Linked DNA regions of Mus musculus: region 1 is linked to region 2. Evidence: chromatin contacts called from public HiChIP or PLAC-seq data. All regions are on one chromosome and are shown on one strand. Each heading gives the region's core, a stretch centred on a gene start, on an enhancer-like site or on the middle of the called end of the contact. The rest is flanking DNA. Distances are from core to core; before and after follow the strand shown. Region 1 holds the start of Hand2 (heart and neural crest derivatives expressed 2). Region 2 holds the start of Helt (helt bHLH transcription factor).

The links. HiChIP or PLAC-seq counts read pairs in DNA pulled down with a chosen protein or histone mark.
Region 1: an H3K27ac HiChIP or PLAC-seq map of embryonic stem cells shows a contact between it and region 2, with 21 times the contacts expected there. The contact joins the promoter of Hand2 here to the promoter of Helt in region 2. A contact is called at or near these places in 2 of 484 Hi-C or Micro-C datasets (both in embryonic stem cells) and 1 of 115 datasets of contacts at active chromatin or transcription factors (embryonic stem cells).

Annotation. Positions count from the first base shown.
Region 1 is chr8:57,318,799-57,324,789 of GRCm38.p6, reverse strand. It overlaps Hand2 (heart and neural crest derivatives expressed 2), which reads right to left and starts at 3,807. Exons shown (of 2, transcript NM_010402.4): 1 at 2,329-3,807; 2 at 273-1,028. The coding sequence starts at 2,883. The coding sequence ends at 930. It overlaps Hand2os1 (Hand2, opposite strand 1), which reads left to right and starts at 3,931. Exons shown (of 6, transcript NR_154048.1): 1 at 3,931-4,101; 2 at 4,502-4,606.
Region 2 is chr8:46,290,034-46,296,658 of GRCm38.p6, reverse strand. Helt (helt bHLH transcription factor) reads left to right here and starts at 1,988. Exons shown (of 4, transcript NM_173789.4): 1 at 1,988-2,635; 2 at 3,070-3,174; 3 at 3,395-3,491; 4 at 3,930-4,612. The coding sequence starts at 2,609. The coding sequence ends at 4,423.

The DNA of each region.
Region 1 (5,991 bases), core at 2,558-5,057, about 11 Mb before region 2:
AGAAGAAGAGAGACAGGACTGGAGAGCAGCCCAGGCCTTTGGTCAGGATTTTCACCAGGACAGTTTGCTTTAATAACAGCTCCTTCATCTAGGGAGCCTTAGGTCATAGTGATGGATGAGAACCACTGACTCTTTTTAAATAAAATTGGAGGCAATTATGATAATTTAGTTTACTTCTGAATATTTTAAATATTATGAAAACAAGTATAACAGCTTTGTTTTCAAAATTCTTTTGAGGTATCACCCATGTAAAGATTAGGTTTTTTTTTTTTGTAAAAAAAACACGCAGTGGTTTATTGAATACTTACAATGTTTACACCTTCAATATTAATTAAATTCCACTTAGTTTTAGAGGACGGAAGCGCACAAAAACAAGAAGCTGGTGGAAACATCTTCGACTAGGGGACAATGACATTTGAAATGTGACAGCACTAGATAACCGACCCGACAGAAATGTTAGCGGCCCTGTTTTCTGCTTTGAAATAAAACTTTATAACCCCCAGGAATATTTATATCCGAAGGCCGAGTATTAAAAAGATACACTTCACATATGCACTAGTGTCCACTTTGTTTTATCTGGAAAGAGTTGGGTAAGGAGGCGGGGGACAACGCTGGTGTCTACACAGCCAAGAGGGAACATTCACACACAGAGAATGACGGGGGTCCCTTACCACACGGGAGTGTCCTCTTCATATTAAAATATGGAATGCTTTTCTTCAAATATCCACCTTTTTTTGGAGAGGGAGGTGGGGAGCGGATGCTCAAAGGTGGGTGGGTGGGGGCGGGCAGAAAGAAGGGGAAGGAAATTGCACATAAATAAACCGGATGATCCAACTGCAAGAAGTCCTCAGAACGGAGCCCGAGGGCTTTCGGGGAGTCCTGGGTCTGCATCTGGCGCCTTGGCCCCCGGCTCACTGCTCTCCTCTTCTTCACTGCTTGAGCTCCAGGGCCCAGACGTGCTGTGGCCAGCCTGTCCGGCCTTTGGTTTTCTTGTCGTTGCTGCTCACTGTGCTTTTCAAGATCTCATTCTAAACAGAAAGGGGGCGAGAGGGAGAGAAATGGAAAGACAGGTTTAGCGCCTAGTCCCAGCCACCTTAGCTCGCCTCGGCCTAGAGGACACTGAGCGCTAGGGTACGAGGGAACACCTAAAGAGGGGGATGGTGCGGGTACCGGCCCCTGCAGAAAAGTTAAGCTGGTTTCCAGTGCTTTGGTTACCGCCGAGGCCTTCTCTCCAGATGCTCAAGGACCCAGTCAGCAAGTTTATAAACAAATGGCCGATTTCTAGCCGGCTATGGTGAAGCCTAGGTTCTTATTTTTCCCTTCCTGCTATTGCAGGGGAGAAAGCAGAGGCCAGCGCTTAATCTGCCCTCTGTTTCAATAGCGAACCCATATCCAAAAGCCCCTCTGCTCTGGCCTGGGTTTCTCCCGCCAGCCAGCAGCAGCTCTGTACATTGAGTTCAGCAGTTTGTCTCCTCCAGGGCCCTTGAAATCTCTGGTTATTCGGAAGTCCATTCCATTATGCATGAATCAAAGGGCTGCAAGCGGCAAAGGAGAAAATCTCCACAAATGGAATTGTTTCTTAGGTTCTTCCTGGTCATGCCCTATCCAGAACTCCATTACTTTACCGGCAGTTGGTAGGAATCCGAGAACACTTTAAGTGGCTCGGCATAACTTCATGTTAGAGTTGATAACAATGACCACAATGTGCATAACTTTTACTCTTCAAGTGCACAAACTCACTCAAATAAACTTAGAAACACTCGCGAATTACTTAGGGGAGAATTTACGCTCTAACATTATTGCCAAAGAGAAACTAAAGCTGTACTTGTACGCTAGAAGTTAAAGGTACTTAATGTTTACCGTTACCTCCCGCGTGCCCTAGCAATGTGAAGGAGCATAACGTTTTCTTAGAGTCAGAGGCAGCCTCGGTTTTGGAATGGGGGATGCGACCAATAGTGGAGTCACTGGAACCGAGAGGTCATTAGGTAACTTATTTTAGAAATATTTAGAAGAAAAGTTGGGTTGGCGGTCAAAGATAGCTTTAATGAACACAGAATGAGGGGACCTGGCCAGTGTGACTGGGAGATTGGTGAGCTCCTACATTTTGGAAGGTCGGTCCTAAATGGAGAGAGGAGCTTGCAACTTCGAAGGAAGACATTCTGCTGCTGACATCCTCCTGTCTTGCTTTTGAGGAAACCATCCCTACTCCACAACCTGGCTCCCTACGCAAAGAATGTGGCACACAATTTCTCAGCCTGAATGGAAAGACCAGAACAGCGGTCCCAAGAACCCCGAGTCCCTCACCAGCCTCGATCCCTTAGTACTGACCAGCTCTTTCTTCCTCTTCTCCTCTTTCACGTCGGTCTTCTTGATCTCCGCCTTGAAGGCCTCCGCCTCTCCGTTCTGGTCGTCCTTGGCCAGCAGATCCATGAGGTAGGCGATGTAGCTGGTGGCCAGGCGCAGTGTCTTGATCTTGGAGAGTTTGGTGTCGGCGGGCACGTTGGGGATGCACTCGCGCAGCTCGGCGAAGGCGCTGTTGATGCTCTGAGTCCTGCGCCGCTCCTTGCGGTTGGCGGTGCCCCGGCGCTTCACCGGGCGCGGCCCCCCCAGGCCGGGAGGCCCGGCGCCGGGCGGCACTCCCCCATAATGGGAGTGGTCCAGGCCCGCGGCACCGCTGGCGTACTCGGGGCTGTAGGACAGGGCCATACTGTAGTCGGGGGGCGACATCTCCGGGTGGCCAATAAGCCAGCCGTGGAAGTAGGGGTTCTCCTCGTGGCTGCAGCGGCTGGCGGCGGCGGCGGCAGCGGCGGCGGCGGCTGCGGCGAATGGGTAGCCCTCATGGTGCACCACGGGGTGGTGGGGAAAGCCCCCCACCAGACTCATCTCGCCTTCCGTGGCCCTCCACGCGCCCCAGCGTGCGCGCAGCCCCGCCGCGCCCTCCGATCGGGCTCCGACCTCGGCGATCGGCGGCCTTCCCCACCCCCCACCCCCCAACCCCCGGGCTCCCGGGCCGGCCCTGCAGCCGCAGAGGGGGCCGCTGCAGCCCGGGGCCCGCGCCTGGCCCGCCGGGCCCGCCTCAGCTGTGCCGCGGCCGCCGGCTCCCCATGGGGCGCGGCGAGCTGGTCCCGGCACGGTGCGCCCTTGCTGGCCGCCGCCGCCCGCCCAGCTCTACAGCCCGCGCGCCGGCTCCCGCGTTCCCCGCTGCAGCGACCAGGCAGAGCGCTCCGGTGCTCATGCAAAAGTGCCGGCCGGCTCCCGCGAGGCAGTCCCGCAGACGCCGGCCACGGGACTCCTGACTCCGAAGATGACCTGGAATCCGGGGCGAGTCCAAGCTGGGGCTGCAGGAGCCGGCCCGGCTGTGCCGGGAGGCGGCGGGGTCGCAGCTTAGCGTGGAGCTACCTCGGTGCGACCCTCCCCCTTCCTGCCCCTTCCCCTCCCCCACCAGCTCGATCTGGGTTCTTGGGCGCTTATTGTTTTAATAAAAATTATTTGGTTGTTGTTTTGGTCCTTGAGTGTGATTTGTTTTTAAAGCTGTAAGGAACGTGTCCGTCCTCGCTCCTCAGGCTCTCTCGGAGGCTTTGCAGAGAGGTCTCAGCGCATCCATTTTCTAAGATCCTCTCCTCTCCGGACAAGAATCTTGGGCCCTTGAAGGCACCTCGGAGCTGGGAAGCGGCGAATGGACTCTCGGAGGGGTGTGCTCAGACAGTGGCCGCGGAAGCTCCTGGGTGGCAGCGGCGGCGGTTCTCTTGGGCTGGACGCGGTGAGGGGAGCAAGCCGATTTTCCCAGCAAGATCTCCATGTACAGCTACATCTTTAGGGCCGCTCGGGTTAATATATGTCGTCAGAGGCTCCTCACGCCAATCCCGGGGCGGCGGGGGCGGCGCCTCGCGCTCTCCGCAATAAAACTTTTTGATGTTCACGTTGCTAATTGCCGAGGTCCTCTTCTAGGATTGGTTGTCCACTCATAACCATAAGATAATTAAAACGGGGGGGGGCAGGGTAAAAAAAAAACCCTTTTATCAGCCATAGGTTAATGCAAGTGTTTAACAGATGCTTCGCTATTAAAATATTTCCCCCCAATACTGAAGAATCTTAAACCAGGTACAGTATTATTTCGCTTTCTTTTCTGATTACAGGGGTGGGGTGAATAGAGAAAGGAACGCAGATTATGCCTTTTCAAGTGTTTTGTAGGTAACCGAGGCAGAAAACTGAGCCGACAGTCTCCTATAGTTTTGTGCTGGGCTGGGGAGGGGATTTGGGGTGGGTGGTGGTGGCGACAAGAGTCTGGAGGTGGCGGTATGGAATCCCATTAAGGTGCGATTGGGAGTGAGCCGAGTCTCTTTGACCAGGCTAGAGCGCCAGCGCTCCTCTGACCCGGCACACTTTGGCAAAGTTGCAGTGGCCTGTTTGCTTAGGCACTGAAGTGGATGACCCAAGTTAGGATGACAACTTGCAGAGAACGCGGATGAGACCTTCAGTTTGTGCCCACACTCATTTGCAGCAACCCTAACAGAGATTGCGAAGATTTTCAAAGTGGGGCACCTCGATTTCTCGAATCTGTGGTGTGGCGAATATCCGTGTTCCTCCTGCTTAACTAGCCTGTTTGGTAAGTAACTGAATAGTTTTTACAGCGTGTTCGGAGCTTATTTTCTAGTTTTTATGAACAAACATATAAATATATCTCTGCATTCCTGCCTCCCTCATAAAAGCGGGCATCTGTGGAAAGCAGGTTTAGTTATCGGAGGGGAGCCATTAAACGGACGTTTAAGAGACAGGCAGGGAGGAAGGCTCGTGGATGTTTAGACTGCTTGCCTTGGCGATCTTGAACGCATTAGAACGGAAAATGGATCTCCACTTGTAAGTTAGCGGGCCTCGGGGCACCTAGGAGATTCCCCAGCAGCGCGGGATAGGGGCGGTCAGTGGAAGGAGGCAAAACCACCCTCCGGCTGGCCTGTATGAGGATCTCTTCTTTTCACTCACACGAAGAAGGTCCCTGTGTAATAGGGTGTCAACAGAAGCCCTTAGGCTGTAAATTTGATCACACCGATAGCTGGCCTTGGACCTGAGGAGGCAAGCAGAGGGGACACAAGTGACTCCCACCGTTGGCATCGCTTTTTGGAGGCAGAAGCACTCTGGTCCCAGACATTAAAGAGAACCCCAAGTTAAGAATCCTGCATGGACAGTCCTTCCCATGTCCCTAGAGTCTGTCTGGCTGTTATTCTGTCTGGAAGGCCACATCAGAAGGAATCGGAGAGCCCATCTTCTTGCTCCCAGGGTACCCGAGCTGAGACCTAACTGCCCTGTGGTAATCTCACGGAGGAAAAAAAAAGACTTTAGAGCTGGGTGGTGGGAGAGGGGGAGAACTTAAAGGTTGTGGCCTTTCTTCTGTTTGCAAGGGGTCAGTTTTCCAGGCCAGCCCCCAGCAGAGGGTCAACTAAGACAGAGCAAATTCAGGATGGGGAGTAGCTGGACCTAGTCTTGCTGGTTAGCTCAGAGGCTTGAGTTTGATGGCAGAACAAAGTGACCTACATAGGGCTCTGCTTTCCAGCTTCGGTGGGTCTGCAGCTTGGGGTACAAGGAGAGTGGTTTTAAAGAAGTAGAGGTAATGTGGTGGAGAATTCTGTTTACATTTTCAGCAGGAGGGGTACCCTGAATCAGTAAATATTGGTAGTTAAAGCCTCTGACATTTGATACATTAAAAAAAAACTTGTTTATAAAAACATTTAGGCCTCGGGAACAGGTAGACTGGGTAAGATGATTATGTCCTGTCCAATCACAGATAAAAAACTTAGGAAAGGTGTTTTTTGGCTGCCTCAGGAAATAGACTTTCAGGGCGTTGGGAGATAGAAGAAGAATCCACAGAAAGATAGGGCTGGGGATAGAGAAGCTATCTGTTCACTTGCAGCCTCAGGATTTAGGGATCAGAAGGTGCTACTTTTAGCCTCCCCCCAACCCGCTTCCTGCTTTTAAAATTGAAACCACCACCACCAC
Region 2 (6,625 bases), core at 739-3,238:
CAGCTGCAGTTAACACCAACAGTAAGAGGATCAACTTCAAGTCCGCTGGCAGGGAAGGGGAAAAAAGGGGGCGGGGGGCGAACTCCGGGCTCCCTTTTACTCATTCAAGTTAGCTGATTTGGACGATCAGGCTTCCTGTTTAATCCCCTTGTGTGCGAGTGAATATACCGAGGCCGATGACCCCTAAGAGAGCACGCGGCTGGCAGAGCAACCTGTAAAAAGGTGCGGATCCTGCCCAATCTGGCGTGAAGTATGTCGAAAAAAACAAAACAAACAAACAAACAAAACAAAACAAAAACCAGTAAGCAAGACTGGGGCACCCTAGTGTGCTCGGTGCAAACCGATTCCACACCCTCCAGGCACCGGAAGGTTGGCGGCTGCTTTCCAGAAGTCCTGCATCTCACAGCTAGCTTTGCGCCCCGGAGCTTCCTAGGTGCTGCAGGGACCCACCCTGCCTACCTACCTACCTACCTACCTCTGGCAAGGGACTGGCACTCCCCAAAGGGATAAGCCTTGGGCCTGCTGTTGTCTAGCAGAATAGAGAGAATTTACTCCACGGTGGGGGGCAAAGGGACTAAGGCGACACTTGAAGGGTGGTTTTCCTTGTTCCCAGATGAGAAAGATTGGGAACAGATGAGAACTTGCTGACTCTGGAATAAAGTCATAAAGCAAAGGTCATTTTTATTGTTTTTATATGAAGGAAAGCTCGCCCCCTCCACCACCCCCCACATGCCCAGAGGCAGCAATGAGAGGTTGGTTGGTAGAGGTCTGGGGCTGTACAGCAGGCTCAAGGCAAAGACACAGCGAGCAAAGAGAGAGAGTTCCCAGGAACTGCCACCCCCTCCTTCCCTCTGGGCCTGTCCAGTAAGTTTCCTTCTGAGTTTCTGTCCGTCTCTTCCCTCCCCCCCCCCCATATTTCGCTTTCTAAAACCATAAAAAAGAGATCAAATTCCCTAACTTCACGGGACCCTTTTCAGTGACAAATATTGATGCCCAAAGTGTCTGCGCTCTCCCGCCCCCAAACGTTAAGAAAAGGCGCCCGCGAGAGGGGGACATAAAAAGTTAACAATGCTGTGAAAATATGTTTGCAAAAAATAGACAATCGTTGGATTAAACGTATTCAAGTATGAAATAATGCCTTTTTGTGTCAAAACTTGGGCGATGGGCGGGTACAAAAGTTCCCTGTGGCAGCTACTTGCTCCCTTTGTGAGCTGTGCGCTTTGGCGTCTCCACTTGGGCGCATTACCCAGAGCCCTCTAAGCGCGATTGTTTCTCCCTTTCTAATGACATTTACCGGATCAAAACATGCTGTTAATTCGATCAGAAGGCTTCACCCTCCCTGACAAAGCCACAATAATTTCTCCTGAAGTTTGTTAAATTGACCAAAATTAGGCAAATGAATAGGGGTCTGTAGGCGCCCCCTCATGCAGGTGACGGCGCATAATGCTCGCCTGGGCCAGCTGCATTCTCCCTTTTCTTCTCGGCCCACTCTCCTCTGTGTTGCCCCAATCCTCCCACCCCCCTCACACACACACACACACACACACACACACACACACACACACACACACACACACACCCGCCTGTCTGTCCTCCACCCCACTCTTGGCATTATTAAAATTTAGCCCAATGAAACTATTCATACTTTTCAATGGACATTTTCCTATAGGATAATAGGCTACAAATTGAGCCTCTTCCCCCCGCGAAGAGAGAGCCGGAGGGGGGAGAAAAGAAAGCAGAGGATTTGGTCAGAGACTGGGGCGGGGGGAGGAGAGAGTCGCGTGCCAAAGGCCCGCGGGAGGGGCGAAGCGAGGCGGGAGCCTCGTGTGCCAGCCGCAGCCCCACACCTGCCGGGATGTCCGGACAAATAAAGCGGTGTAAACAAAAAGGGGGGAGACGGACGTGTCACCAAGTCGTGTGAGAAAAGCCTGGGAACAAACGGGGCGCCTCCGTCTCCAGAAGCTCTCCCTTGAACCCGGCGGAACAGCCTATTAAAGGCTTACTTAATTACTTTAATGACTCTGGACAGGCTTTAAAACGCACTCGGCGCTGGGACCGCGGGCTTGCTGGGATTTGTAAACAGGCGATCGTGTGAGACTCAGCGGTGGGACTAAAGGAAGCGACGCTGTTTTGTGAAGGTCCTCGCCCCCCGGTGCCCGCAGCCACTGCGCCCCTGCGCTCTGCGCCGGCTAAGAGTGCAGGCGCTCGCTGGTCCGCCGGCTCCAGTTTCTCGCCCCCTCTTCCTGAGGTGCCTGTTGCCATGCAAATGTTATTCCTGGACGAATCACGTGTCCTTTGAAGAGCCACGTGGATTAACAAAGCTGATCTGCCCCCACCTCGCCCCCCTCGGCTGCTAAAAATTTTTTTGTCAACTTCTTTAAAACTGACCTTGAATGCATACATGCTCCAAACGCAGAACTCCTAATCCTATGGAATAATTCAGCGCGTGAGAATGCACTTGCAGTCCTAGATGGCTGCTTTATAAAGGGAGCCCCCTCGGACCTGGGAGGCTGCAGTCTACCTGGAACACTTGAAGAGGCACACGAGGTGGAACGTGGACGAGTGCCTCGCGCCACCGCCTCTGCCGAGGGCGCGCACGCACACCAGAATGTCTGACAGGCTCAAGGAACGCAAAGTGAGTTCCTTGCGCTCTGGTGGTGGAAGAGTGTGACTCACCAACTAACCTGACATCTGGCTGGATAGATGACTAAGATGTGCCACCCAGAACTTTAAGTGTGGAGAAATCCAGAGTGGTTTGGAAAGGGAACAGAGACTGGAAGGAGAGTCCTTGATTGGAGACAGCTCACTCTGGGAGGCGGGTGGCCACGTCCCAGAGCCTTGGCACTTAGCTTGGCCTTGGCAGGGATGTGTAGGGAAGTTGAACGGCAAGAGAGCCAGCCAGCACGGACACAGAGCTCTGAGTCCGGGGACACAGAGCTCTCTTGGTCTAGTGTGGCGGGGCAGGGGTCTCTTCGGGTTGGCGAATTAGTGACCCTTGTAACACAGAAGCTTTGCCTTGGATGACTCCTTGGGCGAAGCCATCTTAAATGCAAAACTTTCTGTTTACAGAGAACCCCGGTTTCTCATAAAGTGATAGAAAAGAGAAGGAGGGACCGAATTAACCGCTGCTTGAACGAGCTGGGCAAGACAGTCCCTATGGCCCTGGCGAAACAGGTAACGTTTGTGGTGCTGGGTACTCCCCCACTGTCACTCTCTGCAGAGTCCCCAAAGTCTCTACAGACGCTGCTGGCCTAAGAGAACTCGCCCCACTCTGGGCGGCAGTAGCCTCTCTGACGCCAGCATCTTCCTGGCTGCTCCCCTACAGAAGACAGAGAGCATGTGCGTGGGTCTGCTGTGGATGGGCCGCCTCTAAGCTCCTGTGGGGTTTTTGCAGAGTTCCGGGAAACTGGAGAAGGCGGAGATCCTGGAGATGACAGTGCAGTACCTCAGAGCTCTGCATTCCGCGGATTTTCCCCGGGGAAGGGAAAAAGGTGGGCATTGATTCAGGCAAAGGAAACCTGACTGGGGAGAGTATGCCTCGCGGGAACCTAGGGTCTGAGAGTGGAGGACAGTCCGGGAGCAGGAAGCCCCCGAAGCGTCCAGGCGCTTGGTTCCTGAACATGCACCTGCTGGATGCTATGGACCAGCACCTAAAGATGCAGGTCTATTACTCCTCACAGGCGTGGGGTGGCGGGGTCAGGCTCTTGAGACAAGATTACTGCTTTTCCAATGTCTAGACTGCAGAGTAGAGAATGCCAATCTCAAATGAGAATCCAGCCCAAACCCTATTAAGATACCTCGGCACCGTTCTAGGAAGGGGTGTGCCTGTTCTCTTTTGTTTCCTTCTCCCTACCATTTATGTTGTTGTTGTTGTTGTTGTTATTATTATTATTATTATTATTGTTATTATTACTTTGCTACCCCAGCAGAGCTTTTAGCAGAATTTGCCAACTACTTCCACTACGGTTACCACGAGTGCATGAAGAACCTGGTGCACTACCTCACCACCGTGGAGCGGATGGAGACCAAAGACACCAAGTATGCGCGCATCCTCGCCTTCTTGCAATCCAAGGCCCGCCTGGGCGCCGAGCCCACCTTTCCGCCGCTCTCGCTTCCGGAGCCAGATTTCTCCTATCAGCTGCATGCAGCAAGCCCAGAGTTCCCGGGCCACAGCCCAGGTGAAGCCACAATGTTCCCGCAGGGGGCTACCCCAGGGTCATTCCCATGGCCTCCTGGAGCTGCCCGCAGCCCAGCACTGCCTTACTTGTCCAGCGCGACGGTACCTCTCCCCAGCCCGGCACAGCAGCACAGCCCCTTCTTGGCTCCGATGCAGGGCCTGGACCGGCATTATCTCAATCTGATCGGCCATGGCCACCCCAACGGCCTCAACCTGCACACGCCCCAGCACCCTCCGGTGCTCTGACACCCACTCACTGCCTAGATTACTTTGCGATTCGGTGGCGGCTTGAGACGATGTATATGTTGTACGAGTGTAAATAGTGTGCTAACAAGATCTGGATGGGAAAGCGTCAGAAGCGAATTCGCCTTCTGAAGGTCCTCCCCAACCAATAAATATTTTTGTGCTAAAGATCAATAAATATTTTGTGCTAAAGAAATGAAGTTCTTTGCTATCTTTTGCTCACCCACAAACCATCCACTCTAAGTGTCTTACAAGGAATCCTAAGGGGGCTAGGAGCCCAGGTGAGGGCATTCAGTAATTTAGCCAAGGAGAGAGGACCTTTGCGCAGTCCGAGGCAGACAGAATGGAAGCTTAAGCAGATATTAGAGGTGTCTCTTAGGGGGTAGGAGACTAAACTCATGGGGTGCTCAAGACCTTCCTCCTTTTATCCTGGCCCTGTGCGACATGTGCAGAAGTCTGGAACCTGACCTTAAGTTCTTGGAAAATGCAAATCACAAAACAACCCCGAGAATGGCAGGAGCCCTCTTTTACTAGCTGGGACCTGGAGGCCCTTCCTACTCTCATTGGTCTGGCAAAGCGCAAAGCTCAGGCAAGCCTAATGAATAGCTGAGGTCACAGCCTCAATATGTCTCTATTTTAAAATAAATAAATAAAATAAAGGCGCGGAGCAAGAAACATTCTAAGTTGTCTTCGAAGCATAGTTTGTTCTTTTCCTCCCGGTGACAATCACTGGACATCAGAGGGGTCCCGGACTTTCCCTTTTACGCACAAATCAACCCCTCTGTAGGGCTCTAGACGACCCTGGCAGATGCGCGCATATCTGATTGGAAGATATGTGACCCTCTCCCCCAGGGATTCCCCGCTGATTCTGACACTTGATCCAAAAGCTGAGTCCTCTGTTGGGGTTCTCAGGTCCGCGGAGAAAGGCTCAGCCCGGCTCTAAAATGGAATGTTGCTTTTAATCTCCCTCCGTGCAGAGTGTGGTGAGAAAGGTTGTGTCTAGAGAGGGCGTGGCTGGTGTTTTTTCACGCATTTACAGATTTTTCAGGAGACCGCGATTTTTCAAGGGATCAGGGTTTTCCCTTCCGGAGGCCGTGGGCAGACCACACTCCCGTTTTTTGCTAAAATCCAAACAGCAAAATGGACTTCTATGCTCTGTTAATATCAACAGGTAAAATAAAGCATCTAACCAGGTGAAATAGTGGAAACTGATTTTTTTCACCATTAATTTTCCACCTTTAGAATGTTGGTCCTGTTAAAATTGGTGCCCTTTAAACAAGTAATTTGATATTATGTCATATTGTTTTTCCGGTTTCTAAACGTCATTTAATTGAAGAGGGGCAAGGTTTCTCCCTGCTTAGCTGGGGAACAGTAAATTGACTTATTCCCTCTGGAAGACAGGGTTTAAGAGAGCCCTGACCTACTCTATTTACCAAGGTCAAGGAATGGGATGACCTGCAATTTGTAAACCATCAAACTTCTTTACACAAAGGTAAACAAACAAACAAAGCCTTTGATTACATGGCCCATGCCTCGAAACTTGTGACCTAAAAACAACGGGGGGGGGGGAGGGAATCTGTACATTTTAGTAATGATCTTGCCTTACTAAATGTTTAAAGTGATTCATCTATGACATATGAACCATTTTCTTCCTTTTGAGCTGGTAAGAGCTAGAGTGTGCACACTTGTAGGGAAGGAACAGGCCTCCCTGGGCAGCAAATGCACACAGGGCGATATATGGGATAAAAACAAATTATGCAGAAATACAAGAATGGATGGTGCCCATTATTGCAGCACATGTCTTACACCCATTTTCAACAGTGCTGAATACGGAATATGAAGAAGGCCTTTCAAATGCCCCCTGCCCCCCCCCCTCCAGCATTAAGCCGCTCTGAGTTTCACTTGGCAGTGAAGCATTAAAGATATAGTGTTACCCTGGAAATATAAATTATTAATATATTCAACATTTTTGTCACTTCTCAACTGTTAACCAAATTAGACAAAACTTTCTTTTGCTAAGTAGATTTTCTCTTTAGGATTAGCTTTGGGAGTGTCATAGGGCCACCGCAGTTTTTAAAAAAGAGAGAGAGTCATTTACATATAATTTTGCAAACTTCCACTGGTCCATGACAGTCTTTGTACCTCAAATGTTGGTATTCGAGATTTCTTTTTTTTTCTTTCCTTCTTATTTAACTGTGGAGGATA